Linked DNA regions of Sus scrofa: region 2 is linked to region 1. A link is a contact called in public HiChIP or PLAC-seq data. All regions are on one chromosome and are shown on one strand. The core of a region is the stretch at or near the end of the contact, and the rest is flanking DNA. Distances in the headings are between cores, read along the strand shown. Region 1 overlaps HADHB (hydroxyacyl-CoA dehydrogenase/3-ketoacyl-CoA thiolase/enoyl-CoA hydratase (trifunctional protein), beta subunit). Region 2 overlaps KIF3C (kinesin-like protein KIF3C).

What was found. HiChIP or PLAC-seq counts read pairs in DNA pulled down with a chosen protein or histone mark.
Region 2: an H3K27ac HiChIP or PLAC-seq map of skeletal muscle shows a contact between it and region 1, with 5 times the contacts expected there. The contact joins two enhancer-like sites. A contact is called at or near these places in 3 of 47 Hi-C or Micro-C datasets (epiblast stem cells and skeletal muscle) and 2 of 2 datasets of contacts at active chromatin or transcription factors (alveolar macrophages and skeletal muscle).

Annotation. Positions count from the first base shown.
Region 1 is chr3:112,727,532-112,730,231 of Sscrofa11.1, reverse strand. HADHB (hydroxyacyl-CoA dehydrogenase/3-ketoacyl-CoA thiolase/enoyl-CoA hydratase (trifunctional protein), beta subunit) reads left to right here. Exons shown (of 16, transcript NM_001348972.1): 6 at 424-523. Among named protein-coding and RNA genes, the nearest start is that of HADHB, 24 kb to the left of the region's middle. Within about 2 kb of position 1,376, at least 26 of the 83 cell types and tissues checked have an H3K27ac peak or open chromatin away from gene starts, as enhancers often do. A contact at or near this core is called in skeletal muscle, where this site is marked.
Region 2 is chr3:113,005,690-113,008,389 of Sscrofa11.1, reverse strand. The region is part of intron 8 of KIF3C (kinesin-like protein KIF3C); the gene reads right to left. Among named protein-coding and RNA genes, the nearest start is that of ASXL2, 38 kb to the left of the region's middle. Within about 2 kb of position 1,264, at least 24 of the 83 cell types and tissues checked have an H3K27ac peak or open chromatin away from gene starts, as enhancers often do. A contact at or near this core is called in skeletal muscle, where this site is marked.

The DNA.
Region 1 (2,700 bases), core at 127-2,626:
TAACCCACTGAGTAAGGGCAGGGACCGAACCCGCAACCTCATGGTTCCTAGTCGGATTCGTTAACCACTGCGCCACGACTGGAACTCCTTTCTTTTTTTTTTTTTTTTTTTTGTCTTTTTGTCTTTTTTTTGTTGTTGTTGTTGTTGTTTGTTTCAAAATTTTTATAGAATATATTCTAATTATTTTTAATTATTCCTATTTAACTTCTCATTGCCAATAGAGCATCACCTTTTGACTTTGTAAATCATTTGTCATTTCTTTGACATGGTGCTGCATGTTTATCAAATTAAGGAAAAGATACAGTCTTTACTCCTTTAAATTCAAGGTTAACCTTTTTAAAGAACTGTATTGTTTTATGTGATGATCTGTGACATTATTTTGAATGTGTAAAATGTTTCTTTGCTTTGGATTTCCGCTCTCAGGGGTTTGTTGCATCGGACCAGTGTCCCAAAGGACGTTGTTGATTATCTTGTCTTTGGCACAGTTATACAGGAAGTGAAAACAAGCAATGTGGCTAGAGAGGTGAGTTAAAGAAACCGTACATTGTTTAAAGAGATTTATAGGAGGATCTACTTAAATTTTAATTAATAAAATTTGTTCTTTAAATCTGTTAAAATTTGTTGAAGTTACATTTGACTTAAAATGTGATTTTATTACTTGAATTATTTTGTATTTAAAAGAACTATAGGAGTCCCTTAATGGCTCAGCAGGTTAGCAGTCTGGCTATGTCAGTGCCGTGGGTTTGGTCCCTGATTTGGGAATTTCTGCATGCTGTGGGTGCAGCCAAAATAAATCAAATAAATTTTAAAAATAAAAGAATTATACTGTAAATCAAATGACATACACTGTATTTATACTGTATTTATACTATACACTAAATCACATCAATTATTTGAGCTGGTTTGGGTTATGTTCATTTGTTTTTCTTTTAGGAAAATAGATATTATGGCAAAGCATGGCTAATGTGACTTTTAGTGATGTTAGGTATCATGGCCTCTTAATTAACTTAAAATTTCAACACTTTGCAAAGAACTTATTTCATAGTATGGTTTTTGTTAGAGGTAGCTGTGCTTATTCATTTGTTTCCATTGACTAGATGACACATAGGGCGGGTTTTTTTTAAAAGCTATTTCACAGGAGTTTACTTTTACCCTACTTGGCAAAGCTCCATGTAGTGTTTATTGGACAAACGAGATAATCACAGGCCTCGGAAACTTCTGTGGCATGTCCTCCAGGCATTTCATAATAAATAGTCCAAATACATTTTCTGGGCTTTATTTCATTTTGAAAGTGACTGGATAAAGTTAGCTCCAGAGCACAGAGACAAGTTTGTGCTTGTCATGTTATGGTGTTCAGTATAGTTGGAAGAGCAGTAACGTCCATAACTTCAGCTAAGAGAAGGGAAAATGAGCAGGATTGAAAGTATTTGTTTTGCCCCGTGTTTTTTCACTTATCAGTAAACGTTAAAACTGCTGAAGCCCTAGTGTTACAGGTGTTACAGGAGTTCACAAAAATCAACCACTGTGTGTTGTTAGGCAGGAAAGAAGAACAAGAAGGCTTTTACCCCTCCTGTTTTTTTGGTTTTATCTTGAGCCTTTACACTTCTAAATGTATTGAATACGGCAATTTTAGGAGTATATCAGTTATTCGTAATACATTTTTTAACTTTCATTATCTGAAAAAAAGTGACTCTTAGATGAGCACTTAAAAAATAAATATTAAATCTGTTTAAATTTTCCATTTCTATTCTATCCCAACACTTAAAGCCATGATGGGTTTTTTTTTTTTCTGATTTTTTTCTTTTTTTTTTGGAAAAAAATCTTAGTTTTTGATTGACATGACTCACTTGTGGTTCAGGCAGTTTTCCAGAATGTCATCGACTTGCACTCCTTATATTTGGCATGTTTTCCAACTCAGTTTTGCAGTGAATCTGCAGTGTCCCATCTAAAGTACCAGGCATCAGGGCAGAGACAAATACTAATACTAAATTTTAATTGAGGAGCTGTGCTATAAGAATGTTTCTCTAAAGTTGTCTGTAACCTAAAAGCTATCATTACTTGGAGCTAGAGAATTTTTTAAGAATTTGTTGTCTGTGTTGATAACATAATGATGGAATCCTGAAAGGCTTCTGGTGCTGAATTCCCAGGAACCTGACTTTACTGAAAGGCCTCAGCATATTTCCCTGCTCTCCAGCTTCACTAAGAGGCATCTTCCTCCTTTCTCCTCTTTGTACTTCCAGGAGCATAAGCTTTGCCGGGAGAGCCACTTAGACTTTAAATAGAAGCATGTGGACAAGGTTCACTAGCAGCCACTTCTATTTAAAGTTCCTTCAGGCCTGAGAGTCAGCTGGGGCCAAGGATGTGGCACACGCTACCAAGGGCCTCGTGAGGATCAGGCTATTATGACCTGAGTGCCCTTTACACCTGCCCCACTGGGAAGTTCTCCCCAGCCCCCGAGACTTGCCTCTATTTTCCTTTTGGGTTGGTTTACACTGAGAGGCTGATGTGCAATTGCCGGGGGACAGTTTTCAGCAAAGTGTGTTGAACATTTTGTATCAGGCCTACCTAGAAAGGCCAGTAGGGCCGTGTTGCAGGAACACTTGTAACACATTTCTGTTTTTATAGATTGTGGCACATAGTGGTAAATGTGGTAAATAGTACAAGTCGTGTACGTATGAAGCTAAAAATCAATTAAGAAGC
Region 2 (2,700 bases), core at 15-2,514, 280 kb before region 1:
ACACAAAAAAGACAGAAAACAAGAGAGTTATTTACATTAAAAAAAAAATACAGGATTTTGCACCTGTGTTATATGGAAGTTCTCAGGCTAGGGGTTGAATCAGAGCTGCAGCTGCTGGCCTATGCCACAGCCACAGAAATGCCACATCTGAGCCACATCTGTGACCGCATCTGTGACTCAGTGGATGCTTAATCCACGAAGTGAGGCCTGCATCCTCACCGACACTATGTCAAGTTCTTAACTCGCTGAGCCACAACAGGAATTTCCTGAGTTTGTCATTTTACCCTGGGCAGCTTCCATGTGTACACAAGGTATGCATGTCAATAAACTTGCTTTTATTTCTCTTGTTAAAAAAAAAAAAAAAAGTACAGGATTTGGAGTCAGACAGATCTGCGTTTGAACTTGGCTCTACCCCTTAGAGCTCTGTTACCTTGGGAAGTGGCTTATGATCTCTGAGCCTAGCTATCTCATTCTTATCAAACAGAATGGCTGAGATTAATCCAGAAAATCACTCAGCACAGTACCCCACAGAAGGGCTCCACACATGGCAGCTGCGATGACTATTTATTCTCAATTCCATGTGCTAATTTCAAGCAGGGATACAAATGAGCAATGAAAAAAGCCAAAAGGCAGACAGTTAGAAGACAGAAGAGAAGAAACAGGCTGGGTAATTCAGAGATAGGACATTCTGTCCTTGAATAGTAGAACAAGCCGTACAGGAGCCGACAGAGCAACGCCTGCCTTCTGCAGCACAGAGGAATGAGAAGCAACACTCTCGGGGTTTTTAACCAAGGGCACATACAAAAGCACTGGATCCCACGTCGGGCCCCTGCTGACCCCTCTTCACAGCTGAAAACAAGGAAGGATGAGGCTGTAGAGGCCCCGGTTTGTTCTGCTGCTGCGCACCCTCTGAGAGGTGGGAGGGCTGTGCCCAGGAACAGCGGCAGCGCTGAGGGAGGGAGCAGGAACACCCGTCACAGAACAACTTGGCAATTGCAAGGAGCATCTATGCCCACTGGAGCTTTACAGCAACCTCCTGAGGTGTAGACAGGGCAGATCAAGAGGCTCAGAAAGCAAAGTGCCTTTAGGGTCCAAAGTCCTACAACTGGGAAGAGGCTCAGAACTGAACCTTCCCAAATACTCTTCTTCTGATGCTGGGCTGTCTTTGAGGGAGCACCCACAGAACAGTCTGGGCCTGCATGTCCCTTGCAGGCTGCAAGCTCTGGGAACAGGACAGGGGGACAGGGCTGGGCGAGCAAAGCAGTGGATGAGCGTGAATTGGCAGCCTGACCCAATAAAGATGCCAGGGCTATTCTGGGTGGCGGGCAGGCAGAAGGGGGTGGGGGAGGGGAGTCTGTAACTGGGACACCGAACTTCCCATGTCCTCTCTTCTGCTCCAGGCCTTCTTGCCCTGATTGATCCCTTTGTAGTAAGCGAGTTGTGGCTGACAGCCCCTGAGTGGAGGCCTGGCTCTGCATGTATTCATCCCCCCACCCCACCCCCGCCGAAAGAAACCCAGTTATCCTGTGCTTAGCAGATCCTTCAGCGTTCTCTTAGGACCCTCCCTCGACACAGCTGCTATCACAGTCTTCTTTCTTCCCTTACTGTTAAAAAGCCCTCTCTCAGCCTCACGGCAGAGGCTGACCCCAATCTCACTACCAGCTCGGTCAGCTCGCCGCCTTCCCTCTCCTGCCCTGAGAACCAGCAGCCAGCCTCACAGGATGTATTTTCCAAGTCCTTTACAAGCACCTGCCGCAGCAAATCCGACTTTTCTGCATGATCGGGCCCCTTCGGCCCTGCAGGTCAGCTGTCCACCTCGCAGCATCCCCTGCGCGAATAAGATCCCGCTCCTCTCCCAGGGGCCCTTCACACGGCCCACAACCTGCCTGGGAAGGCAGACACTGTGCCCTGTTGCAGATTCTTCTGCAGCTGTCCTGGGCCTGTGAATGAATCTAGGGACTCAACCCAGAGCTGAGAATGTTCTGACTGAGGTAAACGTTGCCTCTGTAATGAAACCAGTGTAACTTTCTATCCCGATTCTATTTAGAGCCAGGAATGCGCTGGCGTTCTCCCTCTCCCCCCCCCCCCCCCCCCCCGCCCCGGCTTCTCCCTCGCTCCCTCTCCCTCTCTCTCCCTCTCTCAATTTGGAGGCAGCCTGTATAAAAAAAATCAAAATCTGGAATTCCTGTCATGGATCAGCGGAAACGAATCCAACTAGTATCTTTGAGGATACGGGTTTGATCCCTGGCCTCACTCAGTGGGTTAAGGATCCTGTGTTGCTGTGGCTGTGGCTGTGGTGTAGGCGGTCAGCTGTAGCTCTGATTTGACCCCTATCCTGGGAACCTCCATATGCCGTGGGTGTGGTGCTAAAGTAAAAAAATAAAATAAAATAAATAAATAAATCAACATCTGAAACAAAAGCAACACACTGCATTGTCCTTCTATGGCACTTCTAAGGGATGACGGCAAGCCGGTTTCCCCAGAGCCCCCACAATCATCCTACTGGCTTACTGGTAGGAGTGGAACCATTTCTGGATCATCTCCTCTGTGCCAAGTATTGACCTACAGCCTCCCACACATCATCTCATTTCAATCTCGACCACCCTGCAGGGATTTTTATTTTACTTTATCGTCCTGACTTTGCAAGTGAAGAAACCTGGGTTCAGAGAGGTTAAACAACCTTCCCAAGGCAGAGCAGGG